7 separate regions of the Mus musculus genome follow, and regions 2, 3, 4, 5, 6 and 7 are each linked to region 1. The links are chromatin contacts, called in public Hi-C, HiChIP or PLAC-seq and promoter capture Hi-C maps. All regions are on one chromosome and are shown on one strand. The core of a region is the stretch at or near the end of the contact, and the rest is flanking DNA. Distances in the headings are between cores, read along the strand shown. Region 1 holds the start of Vac14 (Vac14 homolog (S. cerevisiae)). Region 2 overlaps Marveld3 (MARVEL (membrane-associating) domain containing 3). Region 3 holds the start of Glg1 (golgi apparatus protein 1). Region 4 holds the start of 1700064F23Rik (a long non-coding RNA gene). Region 5 holds the start of Chst4 (carbohydrate sulfotransferase 4). Region 6 holds the start of Zfp612 (zinc finger protein 612). Region 7 holds the start of 9430091E24Rik (RIKEN cDNA 9430091E24 gene).

Region 1 (3,040 bases), core at 327-2,826:
CAGAAAAGGTCGGGACTGGGCGTGTAGCTCAGTTAGGTGACTAGCATGCACAAAGCCTCCCACTCTGTCCTCAGCACCACATAAACCCAGTGTGGTAGCCCACGCCTGTCATCCCAGCAATAAGGAAGGTGGAGGCCTGAGGAACCTAACCTTTCAGTTATTATCTTATTAAGGTTTTTACTACTGTGATAAAAACACCAAAACCAAAAGTAACTTGGGGGAGGAAATGGTTCATTTCGCCATATAGCTTATATCGCTGAAGGAATTCAAAGTAAGAACATAGAGGCAGGAGCTGATGCAGAGGCCATGGAGGAATGCTACTTACCGGCTTTCTCCTTAAAGCTTGCTCAGCCTACTTTCTTATAGAATCCAGCAACCTCTGCCTAGTGTGGACCCACCCATGGTGGGCAGGACCCTCTCACATCAATCACTAATTAGGAAAATGCCTTACAGGCTCGCCTACAGCCCAATCTTAATGGAGGCATTTTCTCAATTGAGGCTTCCTCCTCTCAGATGATTCTAGCTTGTATCAAGTTGACATAAAAATTAGCCAGGACTTTTTTTTTTTAATCACTATGCATAGAGTCCAGCCTAGGACACATAAGACCTTGTCTCAATAAGGGTGGAAAAATAAGAGCAAAAGAGGACACCTTGCCCGGCATGGGGGCTCACGCCTTTAATCCCAGCACTTGGGAGGCAGAGACAGGAGGATTTCTGAGTTCAAGGCCAGCCTGGTCTTCCAGGACAGCCGGGGCTACACAGAGAAACCCTGTCTCGAAAAAACAAACAGACAGACAGACAAACAAAAAAAAAAAAAAAAAGAGGACACCTGACCTCGGATCTCCATACATATGTACACACACATCTGAGTAGCACATGTGTATTAAATACAATCTGAGGGTTTGACTCAGTTGGTAGACTTGACCAGACCCGGGGTTCCACGCCCAGCACCACATAAGATCAACTGTAGTGACGCTTGCCTGTAATCCCTGCACTCAGCAGATAAAGGCATGAGAATCGAGATTTCAAGGCTATCCTCAGCTATAGAGAGAGTTTGAGACCCTGTCTCTAAAATAATAATTGGATTAGAGGGGTGGCTCAGCAGACAAAGGCATCTGCCGCCAAACCTGGCGGACTGGAGCTCAATCCTGGGACCCCCACATGGTGAGTGGGTGGGGAGATCCGACTCCCTCCCAAGTTGCCCTATGGCCTCCAAAGGCGCTCGTTGGTGCATGCACACACGCAGAAATAAAATGTAAAATCAGACAGATGGTTAAGATATGGTGAAAATGGTGGAAACGTTGGCATACGCGAAAGTGACTGTTAAGTGACCAAAGAATTAATGCATAAATTAAATTTGAGTTAGGCTCCCTCTATAAACTGTTTCCAGAAGCCCCCCGCTCTGCGCAAAGCTCTGGCAGTGAGCCTGAAACGGCTCCCACCACCTGCTCTTCACTCTCAGCAAAAACCCGCACCGAAGCCAGCAGCAGGTGAAGAGTGGGGTGGATCCCTGACAAGTGTGGCCAATCCGCTGCAGCAAGCACGAGAGGGCGTGGCCTGGGGGGGCGGAACCTTCGGTCGGCGGAAGGCGGAAGTGCTCGCGGCGTCACGTGACCTGAGTAACATGGCCGCGGCCCAGTGAGCGTTGCCGGTTCCTGGCGGGAGCTGGTCGCGTGAGCCGTGGGGCGGACCGGGTCGCGCGTGGGAGAGCAGGGTCGGAGCAGGGGGACCCGAGGCGGCGCGTGGCGGCGGGACGAGGCAGGCGGGCCCTGGGCGGCATAGCCCATGAGCAGGCTCCGGTGTCCGCGCGGAGCCGCACACTCCCCCGGCCCTGGCACGGCCCAGGCAACCTCGGGCTAAGGTGTCTGGAGGCTCCCAGGCGCAGCGCGAGCTGCCACCATGAACCCAGAGAAGGATTTTGCGCCGCTCACTCCCAACATCGTAAGGGCCCTGAATGATAAACTCTACGAAAAGCGGAAGGTTGCAGCGCTGGAGATCGAGAAGTAAGAGCTCCTGGGACCCCGCCCTGGCTTTGCAGCGCCTAGCGGTTCTGCTTGCCCGCGGCGAGGGTTCGGTATTGACCTCTCCGGTTTCAGCTCTTAGCACATTGCTTTAGAGCGGGAAATCCAAGAGCCCTATCTTTGCTAGTCTTAACCTCCTGGTGCTCCCAGATAGCAGTGAAAATGAATTGACTTAAGGTATGTGCAGAACCTAGCGCAGTACCTGACACATTCAGTGTGGCCTCAGTCAAAAGCCAGCTAGATCGGAGAGTGGCCTCTCTGAGGAGGTGGAGAATTTGCTTATGGTGTCCCGCCTTCTCTTTGCAGCTTCTGAAGTGGCCAAGTGTAGAAATAGGTCAAAGCACGTGATCCAATGCTCAGAAGATTGTCAGGCCACCCTCCCTTGCAAGTGAAAATGGGAAGATTTGCCCTTCCCCGCTTCTGCAATAGTATACGTGTGTGTAATAGTGCACTGGTGTTTCCAGGTGTTCGAAATAGGGAATGTTTAATTCGGTAATGTTTTGCTGAGTATGTGAGAGAGCACGTGTTTTTCCCCCAGCCAAATCTTAGTAACAGTCAGTTGAGTAGGTGGTTTCAGAAGAGTAGAAAGCAGCAGCCTGTAAAACTAGAAAAACATTAGGAGTTAAGACATCCAACTTGGTAACAGCGGACCATATGTGTCTATGTAAATTTAAGTTAACCAGAGTAGTGACACAGGCTTGAGATTTGGCACTTGGAAGGCTCGGGCAGAAATACTGTACTCGTTTGAGATTAGCATTGGTCACGGGGCTAGATCCAGTCTCAACAACAACAACAAAGTAATGAATCAGTACAAATTGTAAATTCAGCACGTCAGTTTCACTACCCATAATCTGGGTGTTCAGGAGCCAACCACTACAGCTGCACAGTGCAGACTAGAGAACATTTCAGTCATTGTACAATGGTCACATGGCCAGCCCTAAGCTATGGAGTGGTGCTCACTCATTGACTAGGATAGACTCTTTACTCAAAGTTTTTTAACCTCGGTGCTGTTGATATTT
Region 2 (3,040 bases), core at 287-2,786, 670 kb before region 1:
CCTTCGTTTTTATTTTATGTTTGGATGTTCGCCTGCCTGCCTGCCTGCCTGCGTGTGCATGACCTGTGTGCCTGTGCCCTCAGGCAGGTTGGATCCTTGGAGCCGGAGTTACAGATGGTTGTGAGCTGCCATGTTAGGGGCTGGGAACTGAACCTAGAGTCCTCTGCAAGAGCAGTAAATGGCTCTCGACCAGCTAGCCATCTCTCTCCAGCCCCTGTTTTCCGATTTCTACATGGGGTGTGAGTGCAGATGTCAGGGTGTAAGCTTGGAGAACAGCCTGAGGGAGTCCATTCTTTCTCCACCATGTGGGCCCCAGGGGTCAGACTCAGGCCATTTATCTGGCTTGGCAGCAGGCACCTTCGCCTGCTGAGCCATCCCTCTGGCCATCAAGGACTTGTATTTTAAAAGAGAAAAATCAAAAGTTAATTCCAATGGCATAACCTTCCTCCCCACAAATGTACATGGCACAGCTAGTGGAAAATATTTTCCTCTGGCCACTGGGAGTTACTCATTTGAACCCAGCCCCACAACTGCCTAGTAGTGTGCTGTTGCCCCCCCCCCCGCAAAAAAAAAAAAAAAAAAAAAAGGAAGAAAGAAAAAGAAAAAAAAGTGTAAAATTATATGCATATAGGTACACGGCATTCATGCAGTGCCCTTGAAGTCCAGCAGAGGGCGTTGGATCCCTCCTTTCCCAGACGACTTGCGGACCATTGTGAGACACAGTGGGTGCTGGGAAGGGAACCTGGGTCTTCTGCAAGAGTAGCCAGTGCCCCTAACAGCTGAGCCATCTCTCCAGCCCCTCCCCATTGCCTTTATGCGGTTCCCACTACAGTTATTTACAGTTTGAGGGAGGAGTTCTACTGTAGCACGGCACATGCTACTCTCTGATGTGTCTTCTCTGGCTGGTCTCCTACTTAATTAACACTATAGCCTTACCACAAGGCAGAGCCCTATTTTCAAAGAATGATCCCGCCCCGCCCCACCTCCGCCCCCTAAGCTTTCATTGGAGTGGTCCAGCAGACTGATTGGTCTCCTTTCACAACTTTACTCTGCTCAGGTGCCTGAGCACTGAGGGAGCTTAGGAATCAAGTATGGGAAATCACGTTGTGCTTGTAGGGGAGGAACAAAGGAGGTTCCAGCTCTCCTTAGAGCGTCCCGGACCACAGGTATTCTGGAACATCACGGTAATTTCTGTGTTGTTCCTGGCTGTCTTTGTAGTGCTTCTGTTCTCGGTAGGCCCGCAGGGCCATCACCACGCTGGCCGCGTATAAAATCACTAGAAGACAAGCGAAGGTGGCTGCTGCCCCATCGGTGCCCGCCAGCTGGCAGTTCATCCAGGTGAGGCCCTTGCGGGCGTAGACTCTTTCTCTGGTTTTGCAAGTGTCGGTGGAATTGATGCGCAACGCCGCATACAGGTAAAAGCCAATGGCGACGCAGTAGCCCACCGCGGCCAGGAGGCTGAAGGCGGCCTCCAGCAGCAGCCATCTCCTGGGCAGCTTCCTTAGACTCTTAGCTCCCTGCAGTAAAACGCCCATAGTGAGGACGCCCAGCCCCAGGGAGACAGCCACGCCGCCGTAGATCAGGGGCGACCGCAGGATCGTGTACTGCTGGTCCAGCTGCCGAACCTGCTCCAACTCGGTGCCCTCAAAAGGTGAGTAATAGTTATTTCCGAAGCCGCTGCCGCTGGCAAAGCTGGCGCTGAATCCGGCCAGGACAAAATAGGAAGCCACGATGCATATGAGAACCATGGCATTCAAAATCACCTCCATTATCTGCACCACACCTAGGGGAAGAGAGAGTCCGGTTTAAGGTTGGATCACTCACCTGATCAAGGTAGGGGTTCCCTGGATCCTTTAAATAAATGATCTGATTCAGCAACATTGTCAACACTCTTGGTTTTGTCTTTTTTTTTTTTAAGATCTTTTTATTTTATGTATGTGAGTACACTGTAGCTGTCTTCATGCACACCAGAAAAGAGCATCAGATCCCATGAGGATGCTTGTGAGCCACCATGTGGTTGCTAGGAATTGAACTTAGGACCTCTGGAAGAACAGTCAGTGCTCTTATCTCACTGAGCCATCACTCCAGCCCCCTGGTTTTGTCTTTAAAAAAAAACAAAACAATACAAAACACCCTATGTCATTTTAAAAAGTCCCAGTGCTTGTGGTGGGACCCAGGATGCAAGCAGCAAGTGCTCTACGGATGGGCTGAACAACCCCAGCCCAGGTGTTCTGTTTCTAAAACATACTTTAAAATATCATTGCTGGCTGGGTGGGTGGAGTGTTGGCTCAGCAGTAAGCGCAATTGTTGCCCTTACAGAGGACCTGGGTTGGGTTCCCAGTACCCATGCACCAGCTCTTAGGCCGATTTAATTCCGGTTCCAGGGAATCCAGTGCCCTCTTCTGACCTCCGCAGGCACCAGATATACAAACAGTGCACACAAAAAACTCTCATATACATAAAATAAATATTCACATAGAAAAATCAATGCCAGGCTGGAGAGATGGCTCAGCGGTTGAGAGCACTGACTGCTCTTCCAAAGGTCCTGAGTTCAATTCCCAGTAACCACATGGTGGCTCACAACCATCTGTAATGGGATCTGATGTCCTCTTCTGGTGTGTCTGAAGACAGCTACAGTGTACTTAAGTAGAACAATAAATAAATCTTAAAAAAAAAATAAAGAGAGAAAAGAAAATCAATGCCAATCTGAAAAACTTGGAAATGCAAAAAAATTATATATATCTGGTCTTTGTAGCTCAGGCTAGCCTTGAACTCTCGATCCACCTGCCCCAGTCTCCAAAGTATTAGAATTACAAGCATGCAGTGCTGTAACTGCCTTAGAGTAGTTAAGACAGTTAAACATGTGTGTACTGTGTGGCTCCACAATTGTACCCTTAGGCATTAGCCCTAAAGAAATAAAAAGCTACTTGGCAGTTTAAGGAGAACCTTGAGGAGGAGGCCTGCCTGGGCTACATACTGAGAGCCAGCTTCAAAATTTAAAAAAAGAAAGAGAGCTCTATGTCCACACAAAAACACGTTC
Region 3 (3,040 bases), core at 254-2,753, 640 kb after region 1:
AGATTTTGGGAGTAATCTTGTTTATCTAAACCTTTGAAAACAAATATTTCTACCAATATGCTCACGTCTGCAGCATCAAATATAGAAAAGAAGTTGTCAATGTTTTTTAACTGGAGCACACCAAGTAATATAAGCTCTAGAAGAACTCACTAAGGTACTGTTAAAATTATTTCAAACTAGATGAAGTGGTTCAGCCAGATGCGGAAGGATGCCTCTCATAGGCGGCCAACCTGGGCTACAAGCAGATCCGGTCTCAAAAACAACTATCTTAAGACTTCAGAAAGACCCCACTACAGACCACAAACACCTTATATTTATTATATAGCATCAAATGCTGCCTGCAACTTTCTCAGACTTTATAGGGTTCCAAGGGACATGAAGGAACAGCCTAAAAAATGAGGTCCTTTACAAACTGACCACAGGAAGTGAAGACAAAAAAAAAAAAAAAAAAAAAAGCATAGTTTCAGCACCAGGTAAATAGTAAAGATTTACCAATTAAAAAAGAATGTGGTAGAAACAGTAAATTCGGCTTTTGACTACATTCACACCAGAAGAGAACCCAGGTTAGCTCACCAAGCGCCTACTGCTAAATAAACAGCAGATCGATCTTTAGCAGTTTAAATGTACCGATTTTTTTTTCCACGTTGAAATCCATTGCTACAAACTGGCGAGGTCGAAACGGATAGCAAACAAATCCTAAACTGGTTTTCCGGCGAGGAACCGCTCTGCATAGAGCATCACACAAAAGACAGGAGCGCAAACAGAAAACACGCTCCTTAGGCCTGCGCCTACTGAGGCCGTGAGCCGAGGTCCTGATCCCAGAACACCGCGACGACAGGGAGCGAACTAGGGGACCGGAGGAGGAAGGATCGGGGTGGGATCCGCTTGCCCGAACGCACCCGGGAGTGAGGGGCAGGAAAGAGAGAGGCGCGAGCACAGCCCTGAAGGAAAAGAGCAGAGGGAAGCTGCTGCTGCAGCCCGGCATCCGCGGCTTCCAGGCCGGCGACACCCTCCGGCCCGCACCAGGCTCGGCCCTCCTCCCCAGGCTCGTCCCACCTCCTCACCTCCCTCACGTCCTGCAGGCACTCGAGCACCGCCAGGTTGTTGCTCCAGGTGTGTTTGGGGCACACACGGGTCACGTCCTCCCGGCAGGACTCTTCCTCCGCCAGCTTCCAGCCTCCGCCAGTCCCACCGGGCCCCGCTCCGCCCCGCCGGGCCGGGAGCCCGCCCGCCGCGAAAAGCGACTGCTGCTGTTGCTGCTGCTGCTGCTGAGGCGGCGGCTGCTGCTGCTGCTGCGATAACTGAGGCTGCTGAGGCGGCTGTTGGCCGGCCGGGCTGCCGCCTCCACCTTGCCCTGGGAAGGGCCCAAAGTTGGTCCCCGGACCCTGGCCCTGACCGTGACCATTCTGGGCCCCTGCTGCCGCGAGCAGCAGCAGCGGCAACGCCGCCGACAAGCGGAACATCCCCCGTACACGTCCACACACCGCCATCTTGGGTTCGCGGCGAGCTCGACGCACCCGCCGGCGACGTGTATTTAAATGAGGGGGCGGAGCCGCGGGCGTGGGCTGGCGTGGCTCCTCCCCAGCGGGCGGTAGACTCGGGAGTCCGCGGCGGAGTGAAAAGCAGCGGAGGTTGCGCTGCGAAGGAAGGGCCCACGCCCTGGACCCGGCTGGCGGGAAAGTGGATAGCCTTCCCGGAGGAACTGTTGGAGCTGCTGAGAAAACCTGCGTAGGGGCACCGTGGTATAAATCTCTCGATTGTTGACACGGAAGAGAAAAAAGAGAAGTGAATTTGGACTGACACAACTAAGATGGCCGGTGGAATATTTCGCCAGTTCGGTGACTCACGGTGGGTGGAGGAGGAAGGGTTAAAAACTTTGTTGTGTGTAGATGAACTTCAAAACCGAATGTATTCCGGTATCTGAGAGCCTCATTTTGTGTCTGACCTGTATTTCTTACCTAGAGAAGCAGGCGACAATTCGATGAATGTTAAGCGTACATAGGTTATAATCCTTGCTCATGGGCCTTCAAGATGATCGCTCAAATGTAAAGTAAAACTGTGAACTTTTAGAATAAAAACAGGGAGAGGCTGGGGGTGTAGGGGTCAGTTGGTAGAGTGTACAAAGACATGGATTTGATACCCTTCATCTCATAACCCGGCATATGCCTGTGATCCTAGCTTTCAGGAGGTGAAAGCAGGAAGGTTGAAGCCAACCTAAGACTGTTTCGAGAAGAAGAAGAAAAAAGTAACAAAATCAAGGAAACTACCTGGCCTGTAACTTGAAGTCCCAAAAGTTATAGTCAATATTAAACACAACACGAGGGCCTTTGCTTGGACATCTTCTTTAAGAACCAGGACTTAGGGACTGGCAAGATGGCTCTGGTAAGAGCACTGACTGACAGTCCTGAGTTCAAATCCCATCAACCACATGGTGGCTCACAACTATATGCAATGAGATCTGATGCCCTCTTCTGGTGTGTCTAAAGACAACTACAGTGCACTTACATATAACAATAAATAAATCAAAACAAACAAACAAAAAACAGGACTTAGACTCCCCCTACTTCCATTTTTGAAACAAAGTCTCACTGTTGGCCCCTGGCTGACCCAAAACTCACTATGTAGATAGACCAGGCTGCTCTCCAACTCACAGAGACCTCCCTTCCCCCGCCCCGGCCCCCTGTGAACCACAGGTCCAGCCTGTGTCAGCAAATTGTATTGCTGACCTGTACGCAACATCTTCAACATTGCTTTACTACACACTAGTGACCCCTCCTTGGGTTGAGAGCGTCACACTTGGCTTCACACAAGGTGTCAACTAAGCCAGCATGACAAAGGTTAGGTTCTAATTCAATTGAGAAAAACTTTGTACAGAGGGGATATATTAATGGTTCCGTACCAAGAGATTAAATGAACCTCCCAGGATGAACTCTGCCAGTCTGCAGTCAGTTTCCAACTAGAATCCTTGAATCTTCCCACCACTCTGGGACACTTCTATCCCACTCTGACCATTCAGCATGTTGGTGGTAAATGAAGACAA
Region 4 (3,040 bases), core at 245-2,744, 610 kb before region 1:
ACACACACACACACACACACACACACACACACACACACACACAAGCCACCAAACCTAGTTTTCCCTTCCTTCCTTCTTTCTGTCCATCCATCCATCTGTCTGTCCGTCCATCCGTCCTTCCTTTTTCCTCTTTCTGTGTGTGCATGTGGGTGCCAGAAGACAGCCTTGGGCACTCTTTCTCAGACACTGTTCATCTTACTTTCCAAGGCAGGGCCTCGCATTGGCCAGGAACTCACCAAGAAAGCTAGGCAGGTGAAAGGCTCTGCCTCCCCAAGTGCTAGGATTACAATAATTGCCACAGTACCTGATGCTTTAAAAAATGGGTTCTGAGGATTATGTGTGTGTGGTGTGTGGTGTGTGGTGTGTGGTGTGTGGTGTGTGGTGTGTGTGTGTGCGTGTGCGTGTGTGTGAGCAAGTGCATCCCACATCTCTGTGGGTACCCCTGGAGGCAAGAAGAGGGCATCAGATCCCGGGAAGCTGGAGTTTCAGGAAGCATGCATGTCTGAAATGGGTGCTAGACATTTAACTGAGGTCCTGTGCTCTGAGCCACTGAGTCGTCTCTCCAGTCCTGTGTTTGTTCTGATACAAGATCTTACTCGGTAGCTTAGGCTGACTTTGAACTCACAGAAGTTCTCCTGCCTCTGGTCGGGATTATGGATGTAAACCATCACTCATGGCCGAGAGTTCTCTTTTGAGCCCATCTTGTCATTCAAGGTTAACCTTTGGATGGGATTGGATTTATTCAGGCTTTTAAACTCCTAACTTTACCTGGGTCTAAGCTTTCTTTCCTAGGGCTGAACTGCACACCAGTTGGCTACTGCAATATTTCAATCATAATTTTATTCTTGTTTCTGTTCCTTGAGAGATTATCTTTCTGCTCTTTGAGACTGCTTGCAAATCTGAAAATACTTGCTGGTTATTTTTTTTTTTTATTCCAAGCGGGGCAGTGGTAGCACACGCCTTTAATCCCAGCACTTGGGAAGCAGAGGCAGGCAGATTTCTGAGTCGAGGACAGCCTGGTCTACAGAGTGAGTTACAGGGCTACACAGAGAAACTCTGTCTCAAAAAAAAAAAGAAGAAGAAAAAGAAGGAGGAGGAGGAGGAGGAGGAGGAGGAGGAGGAGGAGGAGAAAGAAGAAGAAGAAGAAGAAGAAGAAGAAGAAGAAGAAGAAGAAGAAGAAGAAGAAGAAGAAGAAGAAGAAGAAGAAGAAATTTTTTTCTTACATCTATTTATGTGTGGTGGTGGGAGGGGAGTGGTGCACATAGGGAGGCCAGAGGACAACGCGTGAGAACTAGTTCTCTCCTTCCACCGGTGGGTCTCAGGCATCGAACCCGGTTATCAGGCATGGCGGTGGGCATCTTTGCCCACGGGTCCAGTCGTTGGCTTGGATCTGGCTTTCCTAGCTGGGTGTTTTGAATCTTAGAGGGTGTCAGGTTATTTGCTTTGCTGTGTTGCCATGGAAACCCCACAGCCTGCTGCTCCCTTTCTCTACCCCAGAATCTCCAGCCATGCAGGTGACATTTAATGTTCTGACTGCACCGCTGTGGCAGTCAGCTTGACACTGCGTAGATTCTGACTGACCTTCTTCCAGGGCCCCCCTCCCTGCTCTAAGTCCCCTCCTTTGAAACGCTTTATGACCTTTCTCTAGTCTGTCTTTCATTTTCTTTGGGCCTTAACACGTGGGAGACTGCAATATCTCTCAGCACACCCTCATAGGCCAGCATCCTAACCTCATAGCCTGTCTCCTGTTGTGAACATACGGAGCTATGGCGGGTGAGGTGGTCAGACTCCTCACCCAATCCCTCCACTACTCATTTCAGCGTTTCCATAGCAACTGCTGTGTTTGCCTGAAGAAACACTTGAGTCCCAGGGGTTCTGCCTCATCCACAGGCTGACGCCTCTCAAATGTTTATCTCCAGGCTAGACCGCTCTCCTGAATTTCTGACCTGCACAGCTGACTCTCCCCCCAGTCCTCCACATGGAGATTTCAGAAAGCATCACCAGGCTATGGCTTTTGAGGTTCTACTCACAATGGAGCCGCCCACGTCCAGTCTTCTTCCGGTGAACCCTCCCCTTCTCAGTGATTGGCCAGCACCCCCCCCCCCCCACTCCTCCCTGTTTCCAAGTCAAGCCTCCCAAATATCCCTTAGATCCGGCCCCTCCTTCCCTGTTCACCAATGTCCGAGTTCTCCACACCCTCTTAACTGGCTTCACCATATCTGGCCCATCTACCTTTAACCTCGGGATAATCTGAACAAAAACCACAGTGATGTAAAACTCAAACCCAACTGTGTTAGGTTTCTAATGTCCTTATTAATTTCCGGTTGGTGTTGGGGACATGCAGAGGATAGAGCCAGCTCTCTCCTTCTACCATGCAGGTTCCAGGGGCCGAACTCAAGTCACCCATCAACTATGACAGCGAACTTTGTTGCCCGCTGCGCCACCTCACGGGCCTGCTTCACTTACTCTTAAGGGCAGGGTGTTCTGGTTAAATTTTTGTGAAACACAAAACTCATTGGACACAAACCTAGACACATTTGGGGAGGGACGGTCTCAGGCAAGGGTGACCCATGGGACATGTTTGTGGGCATTTTCATATATATATATATATATTAAGATTTATTAATTTTATTTTATGTGTATGAATGTCTCGCCTGAATGTATGTAAATGTAAAATAACCCACATGAATGATTGTTTCTTCAGGAGTCAGAAGAGGGTGTTGGGTCCCCTAGAACCAGAGTCACAGATCGTTGAGAGCCACCATGTGGAGAAGTGAGCCAGGGTCCTCTATAAAAACATCATGTGCTTTTTAAAATACAGGGTTTCTCTCTGTGTAGCCCTGGTTGTCTTAGAACTCTCTATGTAGTCCACGCTGGCTTTGAACTCACAGAGACCCGCCTGTCTCTGCCTCACAAGGGCTGGATTAAAGGTGTGCACCACTGTGATCCAAAACAAAGTGCTCTTGATTGCCGAGCCATCTCTTAAGGTTGATGTGGGAAAGGTCAACCCACTGTGGTGGCGTCACCCTGGCCAGGGGTC
Region 5 (3,040 bases), core at 362-2,861, 580 kb before region 1:
GGGGACCTGTGTCAGGGGCAGGGACCACGGAGGCACCAGGGTTGGGGGCTTCCTTCCATACTGACTACAGGGGCCTGGATTACAGATCCTCTCCTACCAATCAGGAACACATGTTTTTGGAAGCAAAATGGGAAATCCTGACCAAAGTCAACTAAACAGACAGACAGACAGACAGACAGACAGACAGAAACCCTGCATATCAATCTAAGAGGCCAGCATTCTAAAGGCTCGCACTACTCCACTTTAGATTCTTTAGGGAAACAATGTCCCAGCAAGCAGAAGGTAGAGACAGCAGGAAGTCGCTACACACAGGGAATGGAGGTGGGTTGGGGACACTGCCGTCACCACAGATAGCCTACAGACCTGGGAAACTCTTGGGATTAAGTTACCAGATAAAGACAACCACAAAACAAACTTTGCTTAAGACAGTGACTCACACTGCATCCCAAGCTGGCCCCGAACTCAACCAAACAGCATTTTCTGCCTCCCAAGTGCCAGGATTACACCTTTAGCTACCACACTCCAATGAACAAACTCAACAAGTCAGACTAATAGAGGGACTGTACCCACCTGCAAGCCCGTGGACAGTGCTGGGCACACAGCTCAGGGAAACACCTGTCTATGAATGTCAGAGTGAACCAATATCTGTGGGGACAGTCTTGACACTTGGGGTGCCCTTGTTGACTTGAGGGGAATGGGCACAATGTCATACTTACTTTATACGCATCAAATTCTGGCTCTAACAAAATTGAATTACCCAGGGCCGTTTGAGGCAAAGGTCCCCTCCACCTCAGCTGACATGCTTGCTCCATAAAGGCCATTATATTTCACATCTTACAGTACACTTCTGGACTTCCAGAGCCCTTTGTGTGTCCAATTAGACACAATGAGACTGTCAAAACAGTGTTGGCCACTTCCCTATTCTTAAAATTTACATTTTAATATGTACTATATATGTCCTACCATGTGTGCGGAGGTCAGAGGAAAACTGTGGAAACGGATTCTCTCCCACCAAGTGGGTCTTGGGACTGGAACTCGGATCCTCAGGCTTGGTGGCAAGCACCCTTACCCAGAACCATCTCACTGCCCCCCCCCCCCCCCGCAACCGATTCCTTATTTTTCAAAAGGAACAACTGACATTTGATTGATTGATGTTTCGTTGCAATAGCTCTACCCATTTGATCTGATTAATGGCCATGCTCTCCACTCTGCCTGAGCTGGACAAAACCTGCAGGTCCCTGCTCCGATCCCCCATTCAGCGGAGAACGGGAGAGAATCTGGATGGTCAGATATACTAGGGCTCCATTGCAACATTCCTACCCACATTTGAGGCTCTTTCTCATCCTTTATGGGTGGAGCTGGTGGGGTTCAGCTTCTGGTAGGCAGTTTGAGGTTTTGTTTTTTTTTTTTTCTTTTCTAGAAGATCCCCTTGGTGACCAGAGTGTTCCCCAACACCATTCCTTTTTCCTAGCCCTCTTCCTCCAGCCATCAAAATCCCCAGCTTAGATGTCAGGGTTACCTGATACACTGATCCTGTAGCTGGGATAATGCCCTTCGTGATAGCTGCTCCCCAAGGAATTCTCTTCTTACCTTAGGCTTCCTCAGGGCCCACAATGACTGAGAGGCTCGCTCACTGCCTGCCAGGCTCAGCACCGTTCTCTCTCTGACTCATGAACTCCTCCTCCTTGGCATTTTGCATACCTAACCCTTCTGCTTGCCCTCTTCTTTATGTTGAAACAGCACCCCCGCCTTGCAAGACAGGCTCCAGAAGGCTCTGCCTCCAGGAAAGCTGTGGTACGGGCAGCTGGAATCCCTTGAGGGTTGAGGGGTAAGGGGTAAGGGGTCGGGTGAAGGGTCAGGGTGAGGAGCCTCCCTGTAGGTGGGCTAAGCCGAGGAGGATGGCAGATGATACTGGAATGTCTACTCTTCTTAGGCAGCCAGAAGGGCATTGGATCCCTTTAGGGCATCATGGAAGGAGAAGAGACCCCTGGGGTTCCAGAGGTGAGGTTGGAAGGCGTGTTGCCAGAGCGTTATTCAGCCCATAAGGTCCTGTAAGCTGTTCTCCCTCCTGTATTTTGCCCTTATCTCTAAGGAGGCTGTACAAAGATTATTTTTCCAGGCATCGCACCTGTTTCTTTACCCCACCCTAGGGAGGTAACATTTCTTAGCTCTTATGTCATTGCCCAATATCTTCACTCTCCTTGTAAGAGGGTAACACGCATGCTCTTGGCTAGGAGAGTATAGATTTCCCGGTGTCTGGTTTGATTAAAGGGGGAAGAATTTGCCTTTTATGACAAAAAGCAAATTATAGAAAATTACAACTTCTTAATCATTGTACGCCCCTGGGCAAGACATATACCCACTCTGGGCTACTTTATCTGATTGTCCAGAGTGGATACAATGTATCCAACTAAACCAATGGATGCATCTGGGAAAAAAAAAAAAAACAAACCATAAACTGCCATGGAGTACAAAGGGTGAGGTCTGACTGGAAAATCAATATAAAATAGGCATGACAGTGCCTATCTTACATATTATAAATATTGGGATTAGTGTGCACAGAGCCCCTGTCCAATTTTATGCAATAATAAGGGTTTAAAGGTGTTAGTTACGGGGGCTACAGAGATGGCTCTGTGGTTAGGAGCAATACTGTTTTTTGCAGGGGATCCTAGGTCAGTTCTTGCTCCCACATCAGGGGTAATTCCAGCTCCAGGGGACCTGAAGCCTCTGTAGGCACTAGCACTCACGTGCACACACACACACACACACACACACACACACACACACATATACACACTCATACACGTACATGCACACACACGCACATGCACACACTTATAAATAAAATAAATCTGGCGAAATTGTTAGCTATCATTTAATAATGACCATACCTCCTCTTAATCAGCTGCTGAGGTATTTTCCAGGCTTCACAAAAGAGCAGCCAGACCCTGTGGGAGTGAGTCACACCCAGGTCTGCCAGATTCCCATCAGCTGTGTCCCCAGAGGCCTTATCACTGTATAGATGACAAGAACCTGAGGA
Region 6 (3,040 bases), core at 201-2,700, 540 kb before region 1:
AACGCGTGTAGCAATTCCAGGAATCTGACTCCAGCATCATGAAGAGAAAAACCATTCTGTGTTTCACTCAGAACTCTGTCAAAAGAGCATTCACCGTTTTAGATCATGCTCTTGTGATTTTTGGAAACACCAGCGAAAGACAGGAGCTCTGTGGCTCTGACATCCGAATTCCATGTGGGACAATGGCAAATATGTATGCCATTAGACCAAAGTAGTGTTGTTACTATAAATCATTTTCATGTATCCTCTACTATGTATTACTTGTGGGTCTCTAGGCAGTGCCAATTTTCAGTTCCCGAACAGAAGTCATGTCTACAGAGACTGACTCATTGAACTATAGTGCTGTTGAGATATTGGAATGCTACAGGTGCCAAGGCTAGCTAATTATCTTATTTTGGGCCAGTGTTACCACTTTGAATAACCATTTCTTGCTTATTTTTCTGTAAGAACTAACATCCTGTAATATAGATTAAACACCTGTTGGGATCTTGTAACAGGCCATTGACTTCCACCAACACAAAAGCCAAGAAGGTTATCATATAGCATCCATCTGAAATATAGAAAGGCGACCCCTATCTTGCTGTACCGACCTCTCTGATGCACCCAACCAATATATCTTTTTTTTTTTTTTTCTTCTTTTTTCTTTTCGAGACAGGGTTTCTCTGTGCAGCCCTGGCTGTCCTGGAACTCACTCTGTAGACCAGGCTGGCCTCGAACTCAGAAATCTGCCTGCCTCTGCCTCCCAAGTGCTGGGATTAAAGGCGTGCGTCACCACCGCCCGGCCCAACCAATATATCTTAAACTTTGATTTAGGACTTTTTTGATCTGTAAAACTATAAAACTGCTTCCGCGTTGGAACGTGGAATTTGGGGCAACCTAAATCTGGGCTCCTGGGCTATGATCACTTAAATTTGGTTTGAGAATAAACTATCTCTTATCCCCTTTAAGGTAAGAGTTGTTTTCTTGTGTCAACAGCAGGTAGTTATGAATTTCATGGTAGGAAATCAGGTTGTTGTTGTTGTTATTATTATTATTTGTCCTGGTTTTTGAACCCAGAGTGCCCGAGAAGCAGTGTATCATTAAGCGCCATCTCCAGCCTCAGCTTCCAGAACAACTGCAATCAAGGCCCAGCAGCAGGCCTGCATGACATTACATAACATTTATTTTTAAAGTGGACCCTGGGTCCTCCAGCCTGTGACGCACTGGCACAGTCCACCTGCTGGCACCTCCAGCTTTACCAAGACATAAACTCGGGTGGCCTTTCTCGGGTGGGTCTATCCAGTACTCCAGGAGTAAGGGTCCTAAGACATCAGAACCCATGGCCCACGACAAAGAGCTTGAGTCCTAGGCGACAGAGAACCGCAGAGGCCAGGCGGGCACCCCAGAGAGGGAGGGGGCAGCACTCCTAGAGGGGCGGGGTCGGGCCGGTGACGCACTTCCGGCCGCGCGCGGACCGTGCTGCGCAGGTGAGTGCGGACCCATTGCGGTTCGCGGTGTGTCTTGGCGGACAGCACGCAGGGGCTCCCGCAGCCAGCCTCGCGGGCCACCAAGTCTCCGTGTCCACAGCGGTGACGCTTGAGTGGCGACCATTGTCAGACCCAGAAAACTCAGCAGGTGGCGGATCGGGGAAGCTGTGTCACTTCACAGAGGGGTAGCTGCGTGCGGGGGCGAAGCGGCTCGAGGTGACATCGCAGGTCTCTTGACCCGCCGCGGCCCTGCAGGTGTGTACTGCTTGTCCCGGGCTCCAGGCAGGGTGAAGGGCGCGGGGCCACCGCAGGGAAAGCAGGGCCACTTCTCAGCCGTTGGGGACAGAGCGAGCTTAAGGCCTGGTCTGCTGCATCGACGTCAGGCCCCACACATGCACACAAGATGACGACATGGCAAGAGTACACACAGACTAGTTTCAGAATTGCTGCTATTTCATACCCCGTAGAAGGCAGTGCGACATTTGGATGGATGCAGGTCTCTTACGGCTATAACCGTAGCCAAAACACTTATTTTTCCAAGGTGGGGAGCAGGGAGAGACAGAGACAGAGATAGACACAGAGAAAGAGTTTTAAGAGAAAGAAAAGTAACGGATGCTTACCTATGCGCAGCCAGATAAGAACGAATCTGGTCCTTATGCTGCATCCATCAGTGTATTCGTTCTTCATCTGACTCTCAGACTCTTCCCACCCTCAGATGTAACAACTATTTTGAATTTTGTGTTTACCACAGCCTATTTTTTTAAAAGTGTATACATATGCAACAGTTTAAGCTTTGTTGTTGTTGTTGTTTTTGAGTACTTGGTTAATTTCTAAGTAGTGTCTATGTCAGCTGGGTAAGGTCCAGCTATAAAAACAATACAGAAGCTGTATTTTCAGGGGATGGGTAGGTTGTTTTCAGGCTGGTTATGCATCACAAATAGTGCTGACGATGGATACTTTGTGCATGTCTCCTACACATGAGAATATCCATAGGAATACATTTTTCAAGCTTTTTTATTCACAGGCAATTTTCATACAAATGTAGAATGCATTTGATTCATTTCACACCCCCCCTTCCTGGGCACCCCCTTTGTAGACATTTTTAAGATTTGATGTGGATATAGAGTTTTCCAAACACATTTGGCATCGAGTGTTCCTGGTCAAGGGTTAATTCTGAGCCAGAGGAAAATTTACAGCCTGATAGTTTTTTAATTGCCAAATAAGTCATAATGAAAATGGCTGGGGAAACTCCTGCAATTTGAAGAGGTAGAAACATTTAAAAATCCTTTTGTAGTCTAGGTTTTTCAAGATGTAGAACGTAGGACAAAGGGTTTTGTTTTGTTTTGTTTGTGGGAATTTAGCTATGAGTAGAATATAGTCGCCTGGACAGAGTGAAGGACAAAGATAGCAAAATAGAAAAAAAATATAGACAAATTAAATATAACAGTTCAGTTGGGCAAAGAATGATTGACACCACAACAACTTGTAAGACTGGGGATGCCATGGGGCTGGGTATTTATAGACAGGAGAAGACCTGTACTGAAGAGCTAGCTCAGTTGGCTTGTGCCTGGAGC
Region 7 (3,040 bases), core at 375-2,874, 530 kb after region 1:
AGGCAGTAAGCTTAAAGCAATGGACACCCTTTAAAAAGTCCTTGAGAGTAACTGTAAAACTCTCAGTTAAAACAACTTCTGCCAAACAACCCAGGCTGTTTCTGTTGGGCTCCTCTTAAATCAACCCCAGCAAAGGGGCAGCACTGAAGTGACTCCAGAGTTTCTTCTGTTTGGCTTTAACCACAGATGGGTTGCTGGTCAAAAAGACAGGTGGACGGCCACACTCCCCCACACAACAGAACCCCACAGGACACTTGCTTACCAACCGAAGGCCTGTGTGGTGACTCTCTGCCTTCCAGGTAAACCAGGGTTACTAGTGAGACTCTATGTTAAAATGGATGGATGGATGAACGAATGGGGAAGGAAGGACAGAACCTGCTGGACATTGTGACCCAACTGGTCCAGACTGCAGATTTTCCTTTTATTTATTTACTGTATATGAGTACACTGTTTTCATGCACACCGTTAAGAGGGTATCCCATTACAGATGGCTGTGAGCCACCATGTGGTTGCTGGGAATTGAACTCAGAACCTCTGGAAGTGCTCTTAATCACTGAGTCATCTCTCCAGCCCGACTGCAGATTTTTATTTTTTCAACAGGTGCATTAGGAGGTATCAAGAGAGTTTCAGAGCCGGGCGTGGTGGCGCACGCCTTTAATCCTAGCACTTGGGAGACAGAGGCAGGCGGATTTTTGAGTTCAAGGCCAGCCTGGTCTACAAAGTGAGTTCCAGGACAGCCAGGGCTGTACAGAGAAACCCTGTCTCAAAAAACCAAAAAAAAAGAAAAAAAAAGAAAAAAAAAAGAGAGCTTCAGAGAGTTGGGCCCACAAAAATGGCTAGCGGGTAAAAGTCAAAAAACCTGGGTACTTGACTGATCGGCTAGGAACGATCCCTGGATTCATCTGGAGGAGAGAAACGCATCCCCAATTTCTCTACTGACCTCTACCTTACACACAAACAAAGCCAGTAAATATTAAAAATATGAAGTTAGTTTTTTAAAGTGATGCAAATCCCTGTGGCTTTCAAAGTTGACCTCTGGCCTTGCTCCCTGCCAGCGGCCCTCGCCCACCCACGGACATCATGCAAAGTAGGCTTGGAGACCGTGGATCACACACAACTGTCACCCACCGGAAACCCCACGGCCCTGACTAGGTCTCTGACAGGAGTCGGTGAAGCACAGCCGAGCCGCACATTACAAGGTGGGAAACTATTCCACCTGCAGAGACGCGGGGCCACCTCTGGCCGTGACAGCAGTGCGCGCGCGCCCGCCCGAGCCGCAGCCCGCCCCGAGGCCCGGTCGGCCGCCCTGGGAGAGCCGGCGCGCAGTCCCGGGGCGGCCGGCGCGGCTCCCCGAGGCCCGCACAGCTCCACTGGCTCAATCCCGGCGCCCGACCGGTGGCACCGCCTCAGAGACCCGGAGGGACGGCCGGGAGCCGGAGCCCAAAGCTCGGACGCCAGGGGCGTGCGGGGCGCAAGAGTTCGCGGGACCAGAAGGCCGCCCGGACCCGCGGGTCCCAGCCGGCTTCCTACCTCAGGGGCCCGCATCTCGCGGGCAGCGCGCTCAGCAACGCCCGGCGGAAGTGAAGGGCAGCCCAGCCGCTGAAGAGGGTCTGCGCCGGCCGGAAAGGGGGCCAGGGCATGGGGACGGGGCGGGACGCGGAGCGCAGAGTTCCGGGACCGCGGGGGCCTGCGACCTTCCGCGCTTTACGGCCCGCGGCAAGGGTAAGGCGGGCGCGCGCGCCGACGCGCCGTGACGTCACCGCGGCGGGCCGGCCCGCACGTGCGCTTGTTTGGGTCTCGCCAGGCCCCGCCCCTCCCGCTCCGCCTCCGCCTGGATGACGGCGAGTGTGCAGGGAGCGGCCACCGCCCTCCGTCCCCGCTCCGGGTCTCCCGCCGGCCTCCGTGTGTCGGCAGTTCGGGTGATCGTCTGCCGCCAGGCCTGAGCTCCGATCCTGCGCGAGGGGTCCGCAGCCCAGAACCCGTGGCCGCCTCCGCCTCCGCCTCTGCCTGGATGGCGACGAGAGTGAGGAGAGCCGCCACCGGCCTCAGGCCGGCCTCCGTGTGTGCCTAGAGCCCGGGCATCGGATCCGGGCCAGAGCCTCGACCCAGTGTGGGCAGTTAGGGTGACCGTCTGCCGCCAGGCAAAATGGAATACTTTTATGTGTAGCTGTCTGGTCAGCTTGTGTCAGCAAGTCTGTGTCTAACATACATGCAGTGCCCGAGAAGGCCAAGAATGTCACATCCCCTAGAACCAGAGTTAGACATGATTGTTAGAAGCCATGTGGGTGCTAGGAATCACATGTGTGTCTTTGGGAAGAATAGTCAATAAGTCCTCTTAATCACTGATCCATTTTCCAGCCCCAAAAATAATGTTTTAAGTAAAAGAAATATAGTAGTCCCAACCCCTCCGGGGCTGAGATAGGCGGCTGGCTTGAGCCCATTTGTTTAACCTGGACAACATAAAAATAAACATAAAAGGACACACACAGATATTTCCAGGCTTTGTAAAATGTTCTAAAACTACATTATTGTGATGGTTGTTTAATTCATAAGTTTACAAATTATGGGCTTAAAATGACTGGAGTCCTGGGGTTGGTTCCCAGCACTGCCCACACCCAGCGTGATGTCACTCACAGAGGTGCAGGCAGCAGGATCTCAGACTGTGGGCATTTCCTTTGGCAAATCTCTGTCTCCAAAAATATTTACAATTCATAACAATTATGAACTAACATTGAAAATTAATTTTTGGTTGGGGGTCACTACAAGTTGAGGAACTGTAGTAAAGGGTCACAGCGTTAGGAAGGTTGAGACCCGCGCTCTACATTATCCTTGGCTATGTAGGGAGTTAGGGGTTAGCCTGAGCTAAGTGAGACCCTTTTTGGTTTGTTTTCTTTTTTTGAGACAGTTTCTCTGTGTGGCCCTATTACTCCCTCTGTATTCCATGTTGGCCTTGAGCTCAGAGAGCTGTCTGTTTCTGGCCCCTGAGTGCTAGCATTAAAGGCATGTGTCACCACCTCAGGGTAGACCCTGTCTTTGAGTG

What was found. Promoter capture Hi-C pulls out the DNA fragments that hold promoters and counts their contacts. Hi-C and Micro-C count contacts between places; a contact is called where the count stands out from the background. HiChIP or PLAC-seq counts read pairs in DNA pulled down with a chosen protein or histone mark.
Region 2: an H3K4me3 HiChIP or PLAC-seq map of forebrain shows a contact between it and region 1, with 6 times the contacts expected there. The contact joins the enhancer-like site here to the promoter of Vac14 in region 1. A contact is called at or near these places in 6 of 39 promoter capture datasets (the 3T3-L1 cell line, cranial neural crest, hippocampal neurons and 2 more), 2 of 484 Hi-C or Micro-C datasets (B cells and Th1 cells), 7 of 115 datasets of contacts at active chromatin or transcription factors (astrocytes, bone marrow-derived macrophages, embryonic forebrain and 4 more) and 1 of 9 other capture datasets (embryonic stem cells).
Region 3: a Hi-C map of B cells shows a contact between it and region 1, with 10 read pairs. The contact joins the promoter of Glg1 here to the promoter of Vac14 in region 1. A contact is called at or near these places in 1 of 39 promoter capture datasets (pre-B cells), 3 of 484 Hi-C or Micro-C datasets (B cells, CD4 T cells and memory CD8 T cells) and 1 of 115 datasets of contacts at active chromatin or transcription factors (memory CD8 T cells).
Region 4: a contact with region 1 is called in an H3K4me3 HiChIP or PLAC-seq map of embryonic forebrain, with 5 times the contacts expected there. The contact joins the promoter of 1700064F23Rik here to the promoter of Vac14 in region 1. A contact is called at or near these places in 4 of 39 promoter capture datasets (the 3T3-L1 cell line, frontonasal cranial neural crest, hippocampal neurons and 1 more) and 5 of 115 datasets of contacts at active chromatin or transcription factors (the 230-238 cell line, bone marrow-derived macrophages, embryonic forebrain and 2 more).
Region 5: a contact with region 1 is called in an HNF4G HiChIP or PLAC-seq map of pancreatic cancer cells. The contact joins the promoter of Chst4 here to the promoter of Vac14 in region 1. A contact is called at or near these places in 7 of 39 promoter capture datasets (the 3T3-L1 cell line, the C10 cell line, HPC-7-derived erythroid cells and 4 more) and 2 of 115 datasets of contacts at active chromatin or transcription factors (forebrain and pancreatic cancer cells).
Region 6: a contact with region 1 is called in a promoter capture Hi-C map of hippocampal neurons, with 3 times the contacts expected there. The contact joins the promoter of Zfp612 here to the promoter of Vac14 in region 1. A contact is called at or near these places in 19 of 39 promoter capture datasets (the 3T3-L1 cell line, 3T3-L1-derived adipocytes, the C10 cell line and 11 more) and 3 of 115 datasets of contacts at active chromatin or transcription factors (embryonic stem cells and stem cell-derived neural progenitor cells).
Region 7: a contact with region 1 is called in a promoter capture Hi-C map of pre-B cells, with 4 times the contacts expected there. The contact joins the promoter of 9430091E24Rik here to the promoter of Vac14 in region 1. A contact is called at or near these places in 11 of 39 promoter capture datasets (the C10 cell line, the SN4741 cell line, embryonic stem cells and 7 more), 3 of 484 Hi-C or Micro-C datasets (CD4 T cells, CD8 T cells and cerebellum), 1 of 115 datasets of contacts at active chromatin or transcription factors (fibro-adipogenic progenitors) and 1 of 9 other capture datasets (embryonic stem cells).

Annotation. Positions count from the first base shown.
Region 1 is chr8:110,616,991-110,620,030 of GRCm38.p6, forward strand. It overlaps Vac14 (Vac14 homolog (S. cerevisiae)), which reads left to right and starts at 1,577. Exons shown (of 19, transcript NM_146216.3): 1 at 1,577-2,003. The coding sequence starts at 1,900.
Region 2 is chr8:109,946,880-109,949,919 of GRCm38.p6, forward strand. Marveld3 (MARVEL (membrane-associating) domain containing 3) reads right to left here. Exons shown (of 3, transcript NM_212447.2): 3 at 1,030-1,783. The coding sequence ends at 1,146. Among named protein-coding and RNA genes, the nearest start is that of Marveld3, 14 kb to the right of the region's middle. Within about 2 kb of position 1,537, at least 42 of the 459 cell types and tissues checked have an H3K27ac peak or open chromatin away from gene starts, as enhancers often do. A contact at or near this core is called in forebrain and trophoblast stem cells, where this site is marked.
Region 3 is chr8:111,257,707-111,260,746 of GRCm38.p6, forward strand. It overlaps Glg1 (golgi apparatus protein 1), which reads right to left and starts at 1,504. Exons shown (of 26, transcript NM_009149.3): 1 at 1,065-1,504. The coding sequence starts at 1,490.
Region 4 is chr8:110,005,031-110,008,070 of GRCm38.p6, forward strand. It overlaps 1700064F23Rik (a long non-coding RNA gene), which reads left to right and starts at 1,495. Exons shown (of 3, transcript XR_879187.1): 1 at 1,495-1,773; 2 at 1,920-2,061; 3 at 2,379-2,496.
Region 5 is chr8:110,037,723-110,040,762 of GRCm38.p6, forward strand. It overlaps Chst4 (carbohydrate sulfotransferase 4), which reads right to left and starts at 1,612. Exons shown (of 2, transcript NM_011998.4): 1 at 1,520-1,612.
Region 6 is chr8:110,078,284-110,081,323 of GRCm38.p6, forward strand. It overlaps Zfp612 (zinc finger protein 612), which reads left to right and starts at 1,451. Exons shown (of 5, transcript NM_175480.4): 1 at 1,451-1,721.
Region 7 is chr8:111,143,874-111,146,913 of GRCm38.p6, forward strand. 9430091E24Rik (RIKEN cDNA 9430091E24 gene) reads right to left here and starts at 1,625. Exons shown (of 3, transcript NR_040364.1): 1 at 1,531-1,625.